Linked DNA regions of Mus musculus: region 2 is linked to region 1. The links are chromatin contacts, called in public HiCAR-type maps. All regions are on one chromosome and are shown on one strand. Each heading gives the region's core, a stretch centred on a gene start, on an enhancer-like site or on the middle of the called end of the contact. The rest is flanking DNA. Distances are from core to core; before and after follow the strand shown.

What was found. HiCAR-type assays count read pairs that join an accessible place to other places.
Region 2: a HiCAR-type map of fibro-adipogenic progenitors shows a contact between it and region 1, with 3 times the contacts expected there. The contact joins two enhancer-like sites. A contact is called at or near these places in 3 of 39 promoter capture datasets (cranial neural crest, macrophages and pre-B cells), 4 of 484 Hi-C or Micro-C datasets (the C2C12 cell line, adipose-derived mesenchymal stem cells, brown adipocytes and 1 more), 3 of 115 datasets of contacts at active chromatin or transcription factors (embryonic basal ganglia, fibro-adipogenic progenitors and neural progenitor cells) and 3 of 9 other capture datasets (adipose tissue, liver and macrophages).

The regions. Positions count from the first base shown.
Region 1 is chr6:53,335,633-53,340,829 of GRCm38.p6, reverse strand. The region is part of intron 1 of Creb5 (cAMP responsive element binding protein 5); the gene reads right to left. Among named protein-coding and RNA genes, the nearest start is that of Creb5, 51 kb to the right of the region's middle. Within about 2 kb of position 3,304, at least 47 of the 459 cell types and tissues checked have an H3K27ac peak or open chromatin away from gene starts, as enhancers often do. A contact at or near this core is called in the C2C12 cell line, adipose-derived mesenchymal stem cells, fibro-adipogenic progenitors and 1 more, where this site is marked.
Region 2 is chr6:53,558,425-53,564,217 of GRCm38.p6, reverse strand. The region is part of intron 5 of Creb5 (cAMP responsive element binding protein 5); the gene reads right to left. Among named protein-coding and RNA genes, the nearest start is that of Gm33392, 32 kb to the left of the region's middle. Within about 2 kb of position 1,422, at least 27 of the 459 cell types and tissues checked have an H3K27ac peak or open chromatin away from gene starts, as enhancers often do. A contact at or near this core is called in the C2C12 cell line, adipose-derived mesenchymal stem cells, fibro-adipogenic progenitors and 1 more, where this site is marked.

The DNA of each region.
Region 1 (5,197 bases), core at 2,055-4,554:
ACTGTCTGCACCTCCCTTAGCATTCTGGTCTTCCAGATTCCCACCAAAATGCACATTAAGCTCTGCTTTCGGCATCGTAGAGTCTCTCTATCCCATAATTCCAAACTCCATACTCCTGCAAAGCAAAGGTGTAAGAACCACAAGGTCAGGATTACCACCCCAAACCCTATTCCTTGGTGCTAACTCACTGCTTGAATAACCTTTCTCATTGCTATGACAAAATACTTGAAAGAAAGGGTTATCTTGGCTTAGAGTTCGAGGGTACAGCCTATCATGGCAGGGAAGGTATGGCCATTGGAACAAGAGGCAACTGTTCTTATTGTGTCTGCACTTTCTCCTTTTTCTTCTGTCTGTGACCTAGCCCAGGGGACAGTACTGACCACATTCAGAGTGAGACTCCTTTCTCAGTAAAAGCTTCCTGGAAAAAGATCTCACTCCTACAGAGTCGTGTTTTGATGATAATCTAAATTCAGTCAAGTTGACAAGAAAGACTAACCATCACACAAAATTAAGATAGTATTGATAGTTGTATAGTGATATAACACTGGGCTACATACTTCATAGGGAGGGATTTATAGTGTGTCAATTATATCTCACAAAAGCTTATATCAGTGCCTACATAGAATAGAAAGTTATGTGAGTGGGTTCATTGCATTGTACCCAGGCATTCTGTCTCAGACGATAGCAACAGATATACAAGCTGGTTTTTTTTTTTTCTGTAAATTCTACAAAGTTCTTTCTAGACAGATTCTAAAGGTATTACCTCCTCCAATTCAAAACTCAGGACACATTTTAATATGAGTTTTCTGGATTTTTGTTAAGTTACATTAAAAGTCCATATACCTAGCTATATCAAGTAAGCTGTTTTACCAACCATCTGCCTAGGAATTGTTACAATGATATAAAATTGAAGCTGTCAGAAAAAAAAAAAAAACTCCTCTGGGTATAGCCTCACATATATCAGGCATTGATTCATATCAAATAAACATATTCTATTATTCAAAAGACACACCCAAGTTTCTAGATACCAGCCATGAGGAGTTGATGGAAAGTTATAACTATCCACACACTTTTATGAAGGAAAATAATTCTCATCTGCTTTCTGTTTTAAATTTGATGTCAATAATTGAACAAAAACAAATAACCCTCAAAATGCTGGGGCAGACGACTTGCTTTATCAGCAGGCCACCCACTTACCTGGTGCAATGCAAACATTTATCAATTGCACAGGTGCATCTTTCTCTGGCAAAGCCTTGTTCTCTTGCCTTTGGAAATGTTTTCCTAGGATTAGAGCTGTGCAGAAGCCTCTTACAGAGTCTACTTCCGTGTGGTACCCCTTCCTGCATCAGTCTCCGCATCCTTTCTTCTTTTCTCCTGATACTTGGTTCCTCCTCACATCCCTCTTTCTCCTCCATTCCTAGTCTGAAGACCCTCTCAATCCCACTTCTGCTTAGTTCTCTCCTCTGCCCCTCTCTGCTCATAACTAGCACTCATGTGTAATCACTCCTTGAACAACTCAAGCTAGGGATAACCAACATTTTTGCAACACTTCCTACATGAATTGGATTTTCTCACATCTCAGCAGAGACCTACTAGTTTACTATTTTTATTACTGCTTACATTACTATTATTACTTATTATTTTTAGTTTTTAATATGAGAATATAAGAGCCAGGCAGTATAACTACTCTGGCCCAGAAGTCCATTAATGCCTCCTGTCACTGCTATCCATCTTCAGTTGTCACTCTCAAACTAACCTTCATTACAGGTGTCCCATCCTAACCATGTGACATTTGCACATAAGAAATTCTGGAAATAGATATTTTATAAATGCATACAATCAAGTTTATGAGAAGAAAGCAAAGGCTGGGGTCTTCAATCTCACTTTCCTACAACTCTGCCTCCACTCTAAACCCCCACAGTGGCCAGAGTATGCTTCTAAAAGTGCTAAAAGCTGGCTGTGTGACACCCTCCTGCTGGCCAAGGTTCTGCTGCTGTTGTTCCCTGAACCCTCCAGTTGTCTTTATTGCCCATCCATTCTCATGTTTCTTAGAAATAATCTTTGTTATCACTATCTTGATAGTGGATGCTCTATCTAAAAATAACTTAGGAGTGCCTGTGGCTTCCCATAGGTCTCGGGTCTCCCCACAACCCATGGAATCCTTAGAAGGCACAGCCCGATCTCATTAGAATTAAAACTCCACACAGCTCTAGAGTAGAGATGCTGGACCACCTTGTTATACGATGTATGCACACTTCACCTCTTTGTATGTCAGATCCCTCCTTGGTGAGTTAGAGGAAATCTTAGCATAGCATGCATCTCACCGAGTTTTTAGGATATTTAGAATAATATAAGTAATAAAATGAGATGTGGCATACACATATACATTTCAAGATAAATATTTGCCAATTCACTCTCCTTCTTCACCTATGCCTTTGGTGTTCCTGTAAACTTTTGCTTTGTTCTCATAAACTTAAGTATATGCATTTATAAAATATACAGTTCCGGAATGATGAGACAGCGGTGACAGAAAGTGGAGCTTTAAAAAAGGCATTAACTCCAGGGTCTTAATGACGCACTTAATGAGTCTACCCCAGGCACATTGTCCACATCTATGAAATGGGAGCGATGGCATAGACCTCGTGAGACTGCACAGAAGGTTACCAGGGAGAGTCTGTTTGAAGCAAGTGTTCAGTGTCTAGAGCTCACTAGGCAGGCTGGACCACAAACCTGTTCACTGCTTTCATCCAGCACACAGCCAGGTCATATTCTCAGCAGCATGTGGCATCCGGTTATCCAGTCCACTCATAAGTATGAATCAGTGCCTTCAACTAAAGAAAGAAGGTCACGAGGGAAAATGTAGAAAGAGAATTTAAAATAATCCTTTAAGATAAGATACAGAACCTAAAACTACCCCCATGGCCCCTGAGACTTAAGGTGGGCTCAGTATTCTACGGCTCTGATCAATGGCAGCTTCCTTTATTAGGGGAGTCCCCGCAATAGGAAAAGGCCCCTTGGCCCCAGTCAGTCAGCACACACATGAGTCCTGACTGATACATGGGAATGCTAGTCAACTGGACAATAGGAGGGAGGGGTGGGGTGCACAGAGGCCCACTGCCAGCTCCGTAGCTGTACTCCCTCACTGAGAACGTGACTGCCACGAGGCACTCGTGTTGATTTTTCCCAGAGGACGAGAAGGAAGGCTATTTCCATGGGGGCGTTAATGTGGAGGGGTGTGGGCAGTGCAGCGGAGACTCCTGTGGCTACATTCTTTCTTGGCAGGCAGAGTGATAGGGTGTGGGTGTCCTGTCATCAGATCTGCACGACATTAGCCCAACCCATTACATCAGCAGGAATCGCATCCCTCAGGGAGGAGTGAAGGCCAGGGCAGCAGGGCCAGCTCATCCCACAGCAAGGCATTACAAGCTGTTGCCTCTCCCCTGCCCCGTTCTTTCTGGATTCCATGGGAATTGCTACTCCCGAGGCCCACCACATCTCAGGCACCACCTAGGTGTTTAATTTATGTTCAAATATTTAATTCCCCCAATATCCCTTCCAAGAATGCGATCACATCCATATTTTATTAGTGACTTCAGTCGGGCTCAGGGAGGTGAAGTCATTGGCCATGATCATCGCATAGTCAGTGTTTGGCAGAGCTGGGATCCAAGCCCAGATCCATGTTAAACTACAGCCCCTGTTTTGTTTGATGGGACTCCATATCCTCCCAAGGACCCCTTTTGAGACAGCCTTTTCCTGCATGCCTATATTTGGAATAGTATGATACTGGCAATAAGTCTCTTTTGCCTTATTATTCTGTGAAATTAAATCCACCTTGACATAGTTCATATTGTTTGGTTACATTTCCAAAGTGCTACCTGTCCATGTCACAAACACACTGCAGTCCAGAAAGCAAGGCCCTGATTCTGCCATCCATCTCTTGGTATGTTCAGAAAGCATACCAAGCTACATTGGGAATCATGATGAATTTATCAGACCCAACAAAGCCTCCTGGCAATTTCTATCAACATCCACACATCCCTACATTCACCCTTTCTGATTCTTTAGTCAGAAAATGTCAAATTAGAAAGCATTACATTACCAAGCATCTAGTTATACATGGGAGATATAAAATACCTACTGTCTCAGAGTTTCACAATCACAGACCAAACCTGTCTTAAACTCTTAAGTTTCTGATGTGGGCCTTTGTCTGTTCTTCTACTCTACATTTTTAATTATCCACTGAGCACAGGCTCTTCTCTTTTACTAGGGTACTGGTGTCATGAGATTCTCTTTCTACTCACCATTCTCAGCCTAGAGTACTGCTGAAAGCAAGAAATCTGACAGAATTATTAACATTCACCCCATGGTCCAACTTGGCTTAGGTATTGGAACCCACCTCTCATATTGGATATTGAGTAAGTTAAGGCCAAAATTATCTCAGACATGCCTTCACTCAATCAAGCTAACCCAAGATTCTTCTCTGAGACAAGGGCAAACCACCACCAATTCTACTTCAGCAATGATCAGGGCAACCTCAGTGAGTTTCACGATAAGACAGAAATTGCCCTAAATTCCTCTTGAGTCAGTCTCCTGTTCACTGAAGTACTTCTGCGTGTAATATACCCAGTCACATTACTTATCATTATCCATTGCCAAGATCTTTAGTCCACTGTATGTTCACATGTGTGTGCATATATGTGTGTGCAGGGGCATGTGTGTTATTAATGTCACACAGGCTAGAGCCATTTGGAAGAGGGAGCCTCAGTTGAGAATAAATCCATACCACATTGGCCTATGAGGGTATTTGCTTGATTAGCAATTGATGTAAGAGTCTCATTCTCTGTGAGTGGTGCCATCCCTAGGCTAGTGGTCCTGAGTACAATAAGAAAGCAAATTGAGAAAACCATGAGAGCAAGCCAGTAAGCAGTATCCCTCCATCCTTCCATCTTCTCCTGCCTCTGGACTCCTGTGTTGAATTCCTACACTGACTTCCCTCAGTGGGGAACTCTGCTGTGGAACTGTAAGCAGCAATAAATCCCTTTCTCCCCAATACTTTGTTGTCATGGTGATAGAACACTTGTCACAGTGATAGGGGCTTAACTAAGACAAAGGGTATATACGAGTTGGGGTAGGTTTGTCAGGGGATGCCTGTGTGTGTGCATGTAGACACATGTCAATCTCAGATGCCATTCCTAAG
Region 2 (5,793 bases), core at 173-2,672, 230 kb before region 1:
CATTAATATCCCTTTACTCAGAGCAACATGCTGACAGAGGGCTAGGGCTCATGCTGTGGAGAACGAAGAGGTGAGGGTCATCCTTAAGGACCGCGTTTAAGGGGCACGTTAAAGATCTGTGTACTCTCGTAAATAAATACTAACTGCTTGCAAGTCGCCCTTGCCATTTGGTGGGGGAGGGGTATCCTTGGGTTTGACTTCCAAAGGCAAACCAGAGCCTCTCCCTTTTCAAATGCAAGTTGCCACTGTGTAAATAGCGTGTGGGCACCTATCCCAAGCTGCACAATGTCCCTGAGTCACAGCTGCGTTGGGGTGACAGGAGCTGCAGGTCAGTTAGCTTTGAGCCTAGAAGGCCCCTGAATTCACTCCGGGCTGTTACATGTGAATTCTCCAGTTTCTGTTACATTAACAGAGGCGTGTGGTGTTACCCGATAGCTCTCGGCTTGGCAAACCTCAGCAAAATCCAGATTCTTCTGTTTCTGTCTCGGTCTCCCATTTCATTACACTCACCTGACACCTTCCGGTTCTTGGCTAACTTCAAGTCACCTCACAAAAGGCTTTAGTTGGTAAAGGTGGTTTTGCCCTATTGTACCTGTTATGAACTCACAGAAACCCAAGCCGGATGTCCACACGAAGGTATTTGAGGCAGCAGGGCAGGAAAGCCTGGTGTGAGCATGTGTGTGGTTTTTCTGTTTGCTTGTTTTGCTATGTGCTTGTATATGAGTGTGTATGTGTGTGCACACATGTGTGATGTGTGCGTATGTATGTATGTGTGTTTGCGTGTGTTTTGTGAAGGTATGTTCATGGAAGGTGGATGTAGGTGGTTACAGAGGACAGAGGTATTGGATCTTTGAGAGGTCGTTACAGATGGTTGTGAGCTGCTGTATGGGTGATGGGAACCAAACCCAGGTCCTGCAGAAGACCAGCATGTGCTCTTAGTTACTAGCATCTCTTTCTCTCTCTACCCTCCTGATTTTATTTTAAGGAAATCTCACAAACTATTGTGTCACAGAGAAAAAGCTTAAGCTTGGGGGAGCTGTTGAGAGGTTTTTGTAATGGTCTGAAGAGAAGCAATGGAAGCTAATTAATACTGGGTGGGTAGTCGGAAACCTAGGTGAGGACAGAGCCAGACTGAGCAGGGACAAGAAAGCCAGCCAACACTGTGTGAGGAAAGAGAGAAATCAGGGGTGACTCTGTGCTGTGACCTCATCCAGTGCGTAAATAATGACTCTGATGAAAAAGGTGTCATCACAGATGAGTCTGGAGAGTCAGGAGTTCTGCTGTGGGCATATTAAATTTGAGATGCCTATTCGACATGCAGATGGAGAAGTCAGGAAGGCAGACGGCAGGAACGTCTGAGCTTAGCCAGCAGCCAGGGCTGAAGCCCTCCACTGGGAATCAGTTCTGACGGACAGTCTACACCACGTAGCTGGGCAGGGCTCAGGGTTGAGTCATGCCGGAGGCTCTTCCAGTAAGAGGAGGGCAGAGGGTGAGGAGGAAGGGAGGCAGCAAGAGGGTCAGAAGAGAGTCCTGGGAGCCCTGACTGAGAACGTGTGATGGTGGTCACTGTCATAGGCCAAGGATGCCCAATCTGCATCACCAAATTAGAAAGATGGGAGAATGAACACCTGTGTTCCTGTGGCTGCGGTCTCCTGAGGAGAAAGGTAGGAAGAGGCCCACTCTCTTTCTCCATCGACCACTGTACCCCTTCCCCTATGTCTGAAAGCACCAAGAAAGGAACTCCTCTAATGTAGACAATGTGAAGTGTTTTTGATTGGCAAGCACTAAAAGATATGACGTTTCAAACCAAATCCCACCCAGGAGAGTCCCCAATGCCTTGGCCCCTTCCTGACTTCTGGTTGTCATTCAGAGGGAGTTAAAGCACAGCCCCCACACCTCCACAGTGATACGTGGTTTTTATTAGCAGGAGATAAACTTCATGTCAACAGGCCTCTGCTTTATTCGTTCCCACCCCCCTGAGACCTGGCTAATGTGATAAAGTTAGAATTATCCATGGGCACTAGAGAGAGACCTCTCAGTTTCTACAGTTAGGAAGCAAAATTAAAAAGAAAGCTGTAAACCTCACTAATGGACATGATGTGGTTACATCTATGACATTTCTCATTGTGAGAGTTCCTAGGGTAGCTGGGGGAATGTAGTCTACACATGGGCCCAAGAGCTGTTTTCTAAGAAAGAGCAGAGACAGGGAGAAGAACCCGTCTAGGTTGTTCTCTATCGATGAGTACAGGCATTCTGAGACATTTTCATTTTTATTTTCATGTATTATGTATGTATGTATGCATGCGTGTACATATGTGTGTATGTATGTATGCATATGTGACATATGTATGTGTGTATGTATGTATGCATGTGTGTACATATGTGTGTGTATGTATGCATGTGTGTACATATGTATGTGTGTATGTATGTATACATATGTGTACATGTGTATGTGTGTGTATGTATGTATGTATGTATACATATGTGTGCATATGTATGTATGTATGTATGCACATGTGTGTGTGTCTGTCTGTGTGTATGTGGTGTTTGTGTATGTGGAGGACAGAGAAGGATGCTAAATTCTGCTCTGTTGTTATTCACCATATTCTCTTGAAACAGGGCTTCCCACTGGACCTGGACTTACTCTAGTGGCCAGATAGCCCCAGTTACTTTTCTGTTCTGTCCCCACACTGTGCTGGGGTTACAGGTGCACTGTTTATGGGTGCTGGAGATTTGAACTAGGTCCTGATATTTGTTTTTAGCAAGAGCTCCTGCCTCTCTGGGGCCACCTCTCCAGTCCTTGAGACATAGTTTTAAGTGTGGCAACCATTTCAGAGTCTGCGACAATAGCTATCATATTAATTAGATCCAGGACCCTTGAGTCACAGAAAGGAGAGATGAGAAGTTTACACTCCAGATAGCAAATGAAAAAAATCCTAAGAGCAAAGTTACAGACGTTTATGAAAGTCCCTTTATTATTCTAAGTAAATCCAAACTTTGTGGAATAGGGAAGGCATTGGGCCAGAGCCAAGCTATCCCTCCAGAGAGACAGCTTGTGTCTACTTAGGAAGAGAGGGAGTGGTGGGTGGCTGCTGGGGCTCAGGGAATCACAGACACCCACGAGGCCAGACACTGTCCCGGTTATTTCAAAGTCAGGGGGAAGGAACAAAACCAGCCTCCGATTTTCAATGCATCTTGCAAATATGATCTCACAGAGCATTGGAGCGGAAAAGATTTTGAAGTATGACTTTTGTTACTTCCTAAGTGAAGACTAGGACAGAAGAGGTGGCCTGGATTGTACAAATCCCCCAGGGCATGTGTGCCTTTCCCAGCTTTCTCAGTTACACTCCTGGTAGGCCTTGTAGCTCAGGATTGGGGGCAGTTGTCAGTCATTTCCAATGCTTTGACTTCTTAGGAATGGAGGTGGTGCCCTGAGCAGCCACAGGGTTGGGGCCCAGAACATTTCCCATGAACTAGGCCCACACGGCCAGTCTCTGCCAATCAAAATCTGTCAGAGCTTACTTCATAGCAGTTACTAAATGATCTGGTGTTTCTGTAACCAAATAAATGCATTAAGAACAGGACCCTTTTCCTGCAATTCTCTCTAACATCCTGGATCTGTTCTTAGAAGCAGATAAAAGGCAGTAGAAACTCTGGCCCCAGTGATGCCAATTTATATGCACTGCAGAGCAATCCATTATGCTTGTCGACCCTGTTCCAACCAGTCCCAAGATGAGTCGTGTAGCAGATTTGGTCAGTACTGTTACTAGTCAGATCCAGTCTCTTCACCTCTTGTACAGTGATTGTTTTTCATAATAGACTCATTCTCCTTGTACGTCTTATTTGGGGTATTGCTTTTTTTGTTTGGTAGTTGGGTTAATTGGAACTTTTCCCCATTAATTATTATAAAATATACATGATTTTTTTACAATGCTAGAGACCAAGCCCGAAACATGTCCTAAGGGAGGTGCTCTCTCACTGAGCTTCACCACTCCCGTCCTGGCAGAGTGTACCAGACATGTACTTATCACTGGACCTTTCTAGCCATAGGTTTCAGTGACATTAGGAAAATGGTAAGACTTCTGAAGCAGGAAAGAATTTTTTTTAAAAAAAGTGAAATGATAATTATAATAAAAACAGAAGCTGAATAACCAGTTCTTATTAAATTCCAAACATGTGCTGAGGTAGTCTATACCATCTTACTGAATTCTAAAGTCAGGTCTGGTACGATTCTTATCCTTCTTTTTCACAAATGAAGAAATGGTTTTCAAAAGGTGAAGGTACTTGCCCAGGCACACAGTGTGTTCACGCCAGTTCACACAAAAGGTGAAGGCACACAGTGTGTCCGCACCAGTTCACACTATCCACCGTGCCTGCCGCACTATTTCTCCGAGGACACTAATCAAAACCTATTCCTCCTTGGTTTATCTGCATTATTCTCCATTTTTTAAAAGATTTATTTCATGTTCAACTATGTGTTGGTGGATGGTATGTGCATATGAATGCAGTGGTGGATGGTATGTGCATATGAATGCAGTGGTGGATGGTATGTGCATATGAATGCAGTGGTGGATGGTCTGTGCATATGAATGCAGTGGTGGATGGTATGTGCATATGAATGCAGTGGTGGATGGTATGTGCATATGAATGCAGTGGTGGATGGTACGTGCATATGAATGCAGTGGTGGATGGTATGTGCATATGAATGCAGGGGTGGATGGTACGTGCATATGAATGCAGTGGTGGATGGTATGTGCATATGAATGCAGTGGTGGATGGTATGTGCATATGAATGCAGTGGTGGATGGTATGTGCATATGAATGCAGGGGTGGATGGTACGTGCATATGAATGCAGTGGTGGATGGTATGTGCATATGAATGCAGTGGTGGATGGTATGTGCATATGAATGCAGTGGTGGATGGTATGTGCATATGAATGCAGGAGTGGATGGTATGTGCATATGAATGCAGGGGTGGATGGTATGTGCATATGAATGCAGTGGTGGATGGTATGTGCATATGAATGCAGGGGTGGATGGTATGTGCATATGAATGCAGTGGTGGATGGTATGTGCATATGAATGCAGGGGTCCAGGGATTCAGAAGAAGTTGTCAGGTTTCTTGGACATGAAATTATAGTCAGTTGTGAGTTGCTAGTAACTAAACCCAGATCCTCTGTAAGATGAGTCGAGGAATTAAAATCTCCCTTTTCTCACCTAAAGTAGGGAGATGCAAGACTGGGCCTATCGTATAATGGAATCTATCACAAAGGTATTTGCCTGTTCATATTTATTGCTGCTTTATTTACAATAGCCAGAGAATGGACATATTCTAGATGTCTACCCACTGGTGAGTGGGTAATTAAAATGTTGCCTATTTACATAATTGTACATTATTCAGCTATTAAGAAAAATGAAATTATGAAAATTTCATGTAAACAGATGTACCTGGAAACTATCATTCTGAGCTAGGAAACTCAGACACAGAAAGGCAAATGTCACATATTTTTCTCATATAATGATGTTAACTTTGAATCTTTAGATATGTGTGTTTCATTTGGAAAACCCACAGAGGTCAGGAAATGAGAAAGGAGCTATTGGGATGGCTCTTAGGAGAGGGAGAGAGAATCAAGTGATATAGGTAGGAAAGGAAATATGGAACAGAAAGATTTAAGTGGAGGCAGGGAAGAAGAAGAAAGATAGAGAAGAATAACTGACTTTAAAAGCTTTCTGAAAGAGGCTGGAGAGATGGCTAAGAGGTTACTGGCTCTTCCAGTAAGTCCTGAGTTCAAG